Regions from separate parts of the Ovis aries genome. Here region 1 is linked to region 2. Evidence: chromatin contacts called from public Hi-C data. All regions are on one chromosome and are shown on one strand. Each heading gives the region's core, a stretch centred on a gene start, on an enhancer-like site or on the middle of the called end of the contact. The rest is flanking DNA. Distances are from core to core; before and after follow the strand shown. Region 1 holds the start of MGAT1 (alpha-1,3-mannosyl-glycoprotein 2-beta-N-acetylglucosaminyltransferase). Region 2 holds the start of CLK4 (CDC like kinase 4).

Region 1 (4,824 bases), core at 291-2,790, 250 kb before region 2:
CTTCCCATAAAGAAAGGCGCAGGAGGGAGATGCTAAAAAATTCCAACTTTCTAATCGTGGCTTGATCTTTCCAAAGATCAGCTCCCATTCAGAAGCTGTCTAGGAGCCCAAAGTTGCTCCTTAGAACAAATGACATTCCTATCACCCAGGAAACGCCAAGGGTTTTTGTAGCCTTGTGGCAAGAACTAAGGTCAAAGGTCAAATATTATAACAAAAGAGCCTCCTAGTACTCTCATCACATGTGAAAATTCAAAGGATTTTAGCAGCTCAGTATCAAAGAAGATATTCCAGAAGACTACAGACTAAGTTCCAGTTTTCAATAAAAGGGGAAAAAAACAAAGGTTGCAAAGTCATCCACAGCCCTGGCAAAATTTTAGAACATGTCATTAAGTAGACGACATATGAACAAAAATTAGTAGTAGCTCCTTTTGCATGCAGTTTTAAGGCAAGAACAGGTCTGACCAATACATTTAGAAAAAAATCAACCAGGGCAATTTTGGAAACTGGAAGTCTAATGTTTCAAGGTGTGGAAAGGTTCAAGAGGAGACTGTTTGCCTAAGATAGTGGCAACACAGGTTAGTGTCACAGACTGCAAGGTTCGCGATCAGCCCTTATCACTTTCTAGCCATCTAACCACTGCAAGACTTCTGTGCTGCTCAGGGAACGGTAACCATGGTCCAGACTTGCGCGTACTAACACTAATACTTGACAAGGGCTCCGCGCAATACGTGTAAAACAGTTGTCCTGGGGGTCGGAGGGGGAGGAGAGCTTACTGTATGAGTAGTCTCTTTTCAGACCCAAGGAAGGTCCTGCCTCCGTTAGAGATACAGCGAGAAAAGTAAGCAATAAACAAAGCAGCTTTCTTCTAGTACTGCTACAGAGCTCTCAGCGCAGGAACGGGTGAACACAGGCCTTGGTGCTTCCAGAATTGCTTCTCACCAGGACTCGAATCCAGAGAGTGGGCCAGCTTAACCCTTCTTCAGAACCCCAAAGAGGCAGGTTGTTGCGACAGTAAAACCGAGGGGAATGGGCGAGACTACTCCTGGCCGACTCCGCCCTCACTTCCGGGCTCTCGCTCCGCCCCCTTCCCGCCCAAGTCCAGCCTGGCCAAGCCGTCCAAGCACCAAACTTCACCACCCGGCCGAGGTGTCATGCGCATGCGCTCTTCTTTCCGCGAGGCTCGACGTGACGCAAGCTCCGGCTTTCCGCCACACTCTGCCCCGCCCCCTCCTTGCACAGCCGTTACTCTTGTCCCCATGTCCTTTGTCACCCGCACTCTGTCCTGCCCACACCTCGTCTGCAGTTCTGTGAATAGTAACTGCAAAACAACCTCAAGTCCTGCAGAGTCACGTTCCGTGCTCCCTTGGTGGCGGTGGTGATAGGCAGGGGGAGATAAGGCGGGATGACGGGAGGTGGCACTTGCCGCGGACCCACTTCCGGAGGACGGACGGAAGTGGCTGTGGTAGATGGTGGGAGGGGGAAAGGAGTGCGAGGGGAGGGCCGGGCGCCGGGGGTCGAGGGGGTGGGGCCTGGGCCGGTAGTGGGGACCCGGCCTGGGGCCTGGAGTCCGACCAGGGGTGGGCTGCGGATACCTGCCGAGTCTGGGTGGGCGGGACCCAGGTAAAGAACTAGCGCAGATAGGGCGAGGGTCGTCTGGGCCGCAGAGGGGTGCGGGGATCAGAATCTAGAGAGGGTCGCGTTGTTACCCTCTTTCCCAGTGAACACAGAGCAAGGGGTTCCGGCGAGAAGGGTGGGAGGAGTCAAATTCTTGGCTGGGTGGGGGGGCGTTCTTGTGGACGCCACGCCCCTACAGGAAGGAAAGGCGCGTGCGTGTGTGTGTGTGTGTGTGTGTGTGTGTAGGAATAAACTTAGAAGGGAGGGGGCGGCCGGGGTGGGCCACTGGATTGAAAAAATTGGAACATCACTGGGGCTGTTGGTGGTAGCATTCGGGCCTCTAGCATTTCAGGAAAGTGCTCTCGGGAGTCGCCCCAGGAAGGAGTTTGACGAAGATTGGGAATTACATCTTTGGCACAGTTTTGGAAGGGGGGGCTGCCAGTGAAGGGAAGGGGGCAAAGAATGCTTGTAGAAGGTGCCAGCGTCTAGGTCTGGTATGGATTTAATTCAGACTGGGAGAGTTGGCCGATTAAAACACTGCACACCCTAAGAAGCTTGGGAGATGTAGGGCGATTAGTGTGTGGCACAAACAAGAGGAGAACAGGAGGAGAATGTTCTTTTCTGTATTTCTTAGAAGTCAGTCTCCACACAGCAGTGGTTTTAGGTGCTGTCTTTCCTTTACCTTGAGTCATATTTGTATACATATTGTTGAGGTGACTGTTTTGGGGTGGAATATGTGAGTGAGGTAGGTACTTTGAATAACCTTGTGGAGTGTTTAAGGAAGGGTTTTTGATGATAATCTCATTTAGGTAAGAGGTATTAGGGATTCCTTTGGGTATATAATAGATTAGAGAGTGTCATGATGTTTAAATATTCTTCAGGTTAACACAGAAATCAGCTTCCTGGGCCATGCCGGTTCTAAGGCCTGTTTCCTCTCATGAGCTTCAACAGAAGACGGACTCTCCAGCCCTCACAGTGGATGACTTTCCTTCCCTGAACAGGAGACGGAATAGTACCTGGGATCTGCCTATCACTGACTCTGGGCTTAATAAACCAGCTGAATGAAGGGATGTAATAGACCTCTGGGAGGAACACTGAAGCCTGCAGGGGGGGGAGGGACCTGGACATACTCCTTCCCCCCCAGACTCCTCCCACTCAGAGTCCACTCAGCCATGGACTTTGGACCTGGACCAGAGGAGAGAAGCTGCGCTTCGGTGTTTCTAATCTGGGATTCTCAGTTTTGGAAATGGAGTACTGAATGGGGGTTTGATGATCTTCAGGGGAGCAGCTGAGAGAAGAAAGGTAAGGTTCCTGTCTCATTTCCCACTTGGTGTCTTGCTGCTCCTGTGCAGATAGTGTTGAGTGGGGCGAGTCCGGGGACACTGCCATTCAGAAAATGCCCTGATGAGAACTCTTACCCTGATGGGTACACAGGAAACTTCACCTCTCCTTCCCTCTCAGGGTGCAGGCTTGTTCCCAGTAGCTCATTACCCAGATAGAGTACCTTGAAAGGAGTTGTGAGCAATGGCAGTGGTGAGGTTAGACCAAGGAGAACATAAAAAGACTTTAGGCCTCTGAAGGGAGGTTGTATTAGATTACTTGTCAGGGCTTTTTCCCCACTTGGGTAATAGGATTCCAAGTCAGTTTGGGCTAAATACAACTCTGGAATGGATTATCCAGGCTGAGGCAGACTGCTGTGTTTTGGAGAGCTAACTAAATAGAGCTGCCTTGGGTGGGGGCAGGTAGCAGATGGTCTGGAATACCTCCTAAGTTGCCTCTCGTCCTTCCCCTTTAAGGAAATGTAGGCTGTGAAACCTCACTGTAAGAGCAGAGGAACAGAACATAGGTTTGGGAATCAGGATTTGTGTCCTAACTCTGCCATTCTTAGTGTACAACCACTAGATATGTCAGTTAAGCTATGCCATGTTCTCTTCACTTGCAAAATGGGGACAACTAACTTTCCAAGTCCGTCACAGGTTGTTTGCAAGGAACAAATGAAATGATAGATTTTTCAGAATCTAGATTTTTCATCCAGGGCCATGTACATGTGGCAGAGTGACATTGTTATTGCTTGATATGCTTGTATAGTTGCATGGAGAAAAACTGAATTAGGACTTCTGTTCATTTATTGAATTAGTGTTCTGGCAAAAGTCTTATTTGTGCTTAATTAAAAGTCTGTCCTGAATTTGTCTCATCCCTTTGCTACTAGCCAATACCTCCTATCATGAAGTGGTGGCAAAGGTGCATGGGTTCAAAGAGAGCTCAGATTGAGGGATTCTGCCAGATACCTTGTTGGCTCTCAGAGCTCTCCAGTCTGCTAGGCATGTGTGCCTCTTTGGGGTAGCAGACCAAAGAGAGGTGGAGAGAAGTGTAAGTCTCAAGGACCAAGTGTCTGTTAGTAGATGGAGCTCCATTTCTTGGAGTGAGGGCCTTTCCTTTCTATGCCACATCCTGGTCATCTGTCCTGCTCTTTGAAGTGACAGTGTTTTTCAGACTGCCATTGTTTAGCCTTCTATATTTTTGCAGGCTCTATTCCCATATAAAGCAGAAGCTGTTCATCTTACCTTCTTGCCTTCCGTTCCTTCCTTGAATTCCAATTTACCTATCCCAAGATGCCTGCTTTTCTGAGTGACAACAACAGCAGAAAGGAGAGGTGATGGAAATTTTGATAGACAGGATACAGCGGACTGGGCAAAGGGTAGGAAGCTTGGCTTCTAGCATCTCTTTGCCTCTCACTAGCTGTGTAACACCTAGGCCTCATATTCAGTGGGCATTTGCAAGCTGAAAAGCGTGTATTTATGACTTGGTTTCTTTCTTTCTCCCTTCCTTCTTTTCCATAGGAGTCTGTGAGGCCCCCAGTGGCCTGAGGGCTGGGCAGGCAGACCTAGGTGGCTTCCTGGTCCTAGGTATTTCTTCTCTAGTCTGATGCCTGAGATAGCTCGTTTGAGGCTGGGCTTCTACTATAGGGTGGGTCTGTCACCTCCCCTAGCTTTGCCCACCAAATTCCTGGTGCTATTCTTTGCTTAGACACTGGGATCACAGTGATCCCTCAGGGATATGTGGCCCCAGGCCCTCATCCTGCCTAGGAGGCCTGTGAGTGCTTCGAAGCACTTGAAGTACCACAGAGTCATGCTGTATTTGTACAGTGCTTACATTATGTGAAGTGTCCAGGCTGTTGTGTTGTGTCAGCTTTTCATCACCACATTGTTG
Region 2 (5,149 bases), core at 1,156-3,655:
GCACACCAGTGTGCCTTGGCCAGCTGTTTGAGGGCTTCATCTCTAACTGGAGTACTCAAGAAGAGGGAGCTGAGTGGGAACTAATGCAGTCGGGAACGGAATCTTAGAGACAGACATCGAAGGATGGCTGAGATTTAAAATTGTAAACACAGAAATGGTGGCTATTCCAGGTGAGGAGAATAAAGTTGTCTGTTTCATTCTACAGGATATCAAATTTTCACTTCCAACTTTCCAATTATCTTTTCAACTTCACTTCTTCACTTCTTGACATGGGATACAATCTCCATAACAATTCAGTTTATCCAAAGGGGGTGGCACGTGTTCTATGATATTAGATCATGAAATGGCATGCCCTCCTTTCACTCAATGAGGTACAAACTCATTCTATTTGGTTTAGGCCTACAACAGTCCCAACTCTGCCCTCTCATATTTGATTTCTGACTTTCTCTTTTATTCATGTTTGCCAGAACACAAAATCCTGACAGTTTTCAGCACCAACCCTTCCTGCCGCCTCTCTAGCATCTGTCACTGTCAGTCTTTTTCTCATTTAACCCCTTCTCTCCCTTACTCTGGGCTTCCTGGGCTTCCCAGGTGGTGCTGATGGTAAAAAAAAAAAAAAAAAAAAATCTGCCTGCCAATGCAGAAGATGCAAGAGACAGGCGTTTGATCCCTGGATTGGGAAGAGCCCCTGGAGTTGTTGTTGTTCAGTCACTAAGTTGTATCTGACTCTTTGTGACCCTGTGGACTGCAACATGCCAGGCTACCCTCTCCTTCACTGTCTCCTGGAGTTTGCTCTATTTCATGTCCATTGGGTCGGTGATGCTAATCTAACCATCTCATCCTCTGCCACCCTCTTACCCTTTTGCCTTCAATCCTTCCCAGCATCAGGGTCTTTTCCAATAAGCTGGCTTTTCCAATCAGGCAGCCAAAGTACTGAAGCTTCAGCTTCAGCATCAGTCCTTCTAATGAATACTGGAGTAGGAAATGGCAACCCACTCCAGTACTCTTGCCTGGAAAACCCCATGGACAGAGGACTCTGGCAGGCTACAGTCCATGGAGTTGCAAAGAGTCAGACACCACTTAACGACGGAGCACACAGATCCTTACTCCTACCTTACTCTGACACCAACTTTCGGTTCTCCTCTTCTTCTGATCATTCATTTTCAGGCTTTTTTCCTGCCCCGTAAGTGCTCCTTAGGGCTTAAATTTTGACCCTCTTTTCTTACATAAAGCTCACAATGGGAAACGGTCCAGGGATTCTTACAACTGGGAAATATCTTGTTTTAACTGGGCTCACTAGTTCTCAAATATTATTCTCCTGGAAACCTGGGTTCGATCTCTGGGTCGGGAAGATCCCCTGGAGAAGGAAATAGCAACCCACTCCAGTACTCTTGCCTAGAAAATTTCATGAATGGAGGAGCCTGGTGGGCTACAGTCCATGGGGTCGCAAAGAGTCGGACACGACTGAGCGACTTCACATTGGTACTTTGAATAAAACCCACAGGGGTAAATAAAAGGGAAAACTTTGTTAGGGAAACTTTAGCTGCCAAATCTGCTCAGGAGGCAGGTAGGGAGTCTCAACAGAAACTTCTCTTTTTGTTGCTGTTTCTCTCAGGAGCATAGACCTTAAAAAGATAAGCACCTCTGAGCTTGTTTCCTAGGCTATCCTCTTAATTATCGGAATCCATTTTTAGACAGGAAGTTGCAAGCAGGCTCAACTACACTATCCCCAGCACCAGTCTGGACCTGGTTACCGAGCCGATTTGGGGCTTGTCTCTTTCGTGATGACTGTGCCTGAGTTGAGGGATTGAGGGCCAGAGGAGAAGGGGACGACAGAGGATGAGATGGTTGGATTCCATCACTGACTCAATGGATATGAGTTTGAGTAAACTTCGGGAGTTGGTGATAGACAGGGAGGCCTGGCGTGCTGCGGTTCATGGGGTCGTAAAAAGTCGAACACGACTCAGCGACTGAACTGAACTGAGGTCCTCCGGTAGGCGGAAGGCAGGCAGCCAAAGTGCCATGGTGCGGCCCACTTGGGCGGAAGGGCAGGAAACGGAGCTTTCGTCGCCTCTGCTGAGAGGTGCAGCATTCAGAATAACCCCTCCCACAGCTGCAGGCAGGCGCCACAAGCTTAGGGCGTTTCCGCCCAGTTTGACCCAGGTGCTCCCAGAACGAAAACAATCTACGGCGCAGCCTCAACCAAAGCAGGTCTCAGGGCGCGGACTGCTCGGCGGGGAGAACTGCGTGGTGGAGGGCGGGGCCAGCCCTGACGTCACGTGGAGCCCGCCCCTTAGGGGTGGGGAGGGAGCGCGGGAGCTCTGTCACGCAGGCGCGTTCGCCTGGTGTGGGCGGCGCTAGAGGCTGCCGGGGGGTTGTAGGGAGACGGCGCTGCCGCCATTTTGTAGGGTGTTTGTCGCAGCTTTTGGAGAGAGAAGACGGCGGTTTGCCGACAATTCTCGGCCAAAGGGCCTTTTGTTTTTGCGGAGGTAAGGCTTCAGGCACTGTGTTCTGGGCTGGGCGGCTTCCCAGTTTTGTAAGTCTCGAAGCCAGGTGTCGGAAAAACGACGGGATTCGGGGCCTTGGCGACCGGGGTGCGCTTGGGACACAGCTCTGCTTGTGACATTTAAAACCTAAAGTTGCCCGGGCGTCATAGTAGATTTAAAATCTTAGGGATAAAAGGCCTCGGCTCTGCCGCTAGGTTTTTTCAGAGCACCCAGGCCTCTCGCATCATGGCAACTTAGGCCGTGCTTCGTCCCGCCGGTCAGAGGACCTGTCTTGGAACCCTTCTAGAACCGCCTGGAGCAAGTATACTCCTAGGTCAAACCTTCCCCTGGGTGCCTGTCCTCAGCTGTTGGTAGCATTCGGGGATTTTCCGGGGTCAAATCTCTTAAGTGCGCCAAAGGCCCTGGCCAAGTGCCCTGGCGGATAGGCTGGGGCTGTGGACTGGGCGTCCGAGGGCAAGTCTGCGAGTTCAGGTGGAATTTAGCTCGTGCTTATGAGATGTAAATATGGAGAGACTCATCCATTGTGCAAACTTTTTAAAGTGGAGCGTGTCATTATTGCAGCAGATTTGCATTTCTGATGCTTTTGAATCACACTGTCTTTCATTACTTAAGCAACCGTGGTATGCTTATCCTGTCCTTTGGAAACAGCACTCCAAACTGACCGGGTCAATCTCCTGATCTCATTTTATAGCTATCTTTGTATGCTTGTGTTCCATACATACACCTTCAGGCTTTTTGTTATCAGGTACATCCTCTTGGAGCCATCTAATCATAACTTTAACCTTTATAGATATTTTAAAGCCATATATATAGATATAAAATTGTTGGGTAAAATAGAGTGTTAAAAGGCAGTAGAGAATCAGGTTTCCAAGACGGATATAGACATATCTGGTGTTTTTTGTATCTGGTGTTTTTATTGGAAGATGTCTGATGGTTCTAACATGTAGAATTCTTACTAGTTAGAGGTAATGCAGTAATTTTAGGGGGTTGGGTTTTTGTTTTTGTTTTTTGTTTTGTATGTGAAGGAACTTAATTTGTGTAACCTGGGTCCGGGATTCTTTTCTTGGCCTCCTAAGAAAATAATTCTGAATAGCAGTGAAGGAGGGCTTCCTAACATGAATTAAAACGAAAGTAGTGAACTTGGCTAGAGAAATAAAAAACTTTGGCTCTCCCAAGACTGTTATTTTAATATTTGCACATTGATAACTGGTTATATAAGAATTACGTTTTGTTCACAGGTGAGCTAGTTTTGGCTGGCTGACAGTAGAAGGAAAAAACTGAAGCAGACATGTTTTGCAAAAACTATGTATTAGTCATAATAATAAGCATCAAACATCAGATGGGATTTTGCTTGGTATGATTTAAGAATGCTTAACTAAGCAATTTTAAAGTTCCTTTGTGATTAAAATACAGTTGGGGTAATCAAAGGGTCAGAAGAATTCCACTAAAAATAGAGTTCTTTTTATGGCTTTTCTGATGGTCTTTTTTGCTCCTTAATTTATAGTGTGATTTATTTCAGTTTCCCATATTCAAATGACCTATGAATAGGTCAAATCCAAATGCTCACTTACCAATTTCCAGTGAGAACCCTAACTAGAGTTTTAGAGCTTTTGTTTAACTTAACCAGTGCCTTGTCTGTCTTTTTTAAAGCAAGCTAAAAGAGAAGCTGCATATCAGAAGTATGTGTGATGGGCATAGCGTTAGAATCAGTAAGAGAAGTGAGTTAAAAGACCTGAGTATTAGTGGCTTCAGGCTTTGATGGCATTTTAGCTATATTTTCTTAGGAAATACCTCCCAGGAGATGCCTCATTTCAAAATCTTTTGTAAACCATTTGAAATCATTTAAGTTGTGTTACTTGAATTCATTTGCTTGTTACTGAGTCATTTGGTCAAACTGAAGGAGGTTAACTAAGCTGGCTTTGTTCCAGTTTACCTTTTTCAGCTCCTTGCTTGGTTGTGAAACTCAGGGCCTTCAACAGAGTTTGGACAGCTGTTAAAAACAAAGCTGCTTTGTGAAAGAGCTAAGATGTGGAGAGGCATAGAGATGACTTGTTAGAATACAGATCCTAAAAAACTTAATGAAGTTTGTAGGTTGCTGTCTGATTTCGGTGTGACCATATTCGTCCTTATAGGTTCATTTTCTTAGTCATGCCAGATCTACAACAGATATGTTTAATTTTAAGAAGGCTCCAGGATGATTTGAAAATAAACTTGTGGTTAGAAGAAATGAGTTCATAAAATGGCTTTTTATTGCTCTTCAGGTTCTCAGTTGAATACTGTGTTCTATTCACACCCTGAGTTCTATTCAAAGCTGAGAGTCATTCTCAAGATTTAGAGAATGGGACTCTTGACAGAGCAAAAGGATCTTCATTAGTGGCTCTTACCTTTAAAACAAAGTCATCTCCTGTATTAGTATCCCTAAGTATTTCTCTGACTTCAGTTATTTGTGTTACAGTGTTTTGCCAAAGGTGCATTATACTTGGTGATACTTGTTTTAAACTAGCTCACCTTTAAAGTTAACATCAATAACTTAGAGTTTGATAATAGCAGTAATTTAAGAGGTTATTAGTAATTTACCATAGGAAAAAGGTAAGAAAGCTTCCCAGATGGTGCAGTGGTAAAGAATCCACCTGCCAAGACAG

Evidence for each region. A called contact is a pair of places that touch in the nucleus more often than the background predicts.
Region 1: a Hi-C map of blood shows a contact between it and region 2, with 2.5 times the contacts expected there. The contact joins the promoter of MGAT1 here to the promoter of CLK4 in region 2.

What each region holds. Positions count from the first base shown.
Region 1 is chr5:37,691,593-37,696,416 of ARS-UI_Ramb_v3.0, reverse strand. It overlaps MGAT1 (alpha-1,3-mannosyl-glycoprotein 2-beta-N-acetylglucosaminyltransferase), which reads left to right and starts at 1,540. Exons shown (of 4, transcript XM_060415724.1): 1 at 1,540-1,620; 2 at 2,496-2,916. LOC105613357 (a long non-coding RNA gene) reads right to left here and starts at 1,028. Exons shown (of 2, transcript XR_009600683.1): 1 at 774-1,028.
Region 2 is chr5:37,441,690-37,446,838 of ARS-UI_Ramb_v3.0, reverse strand. CLK4 (CDC like kinase 4) reads left to right here and starts at 2,405. Exons shown (of 14, transcript XM_012178329.4): 1 at 2,405-2,489.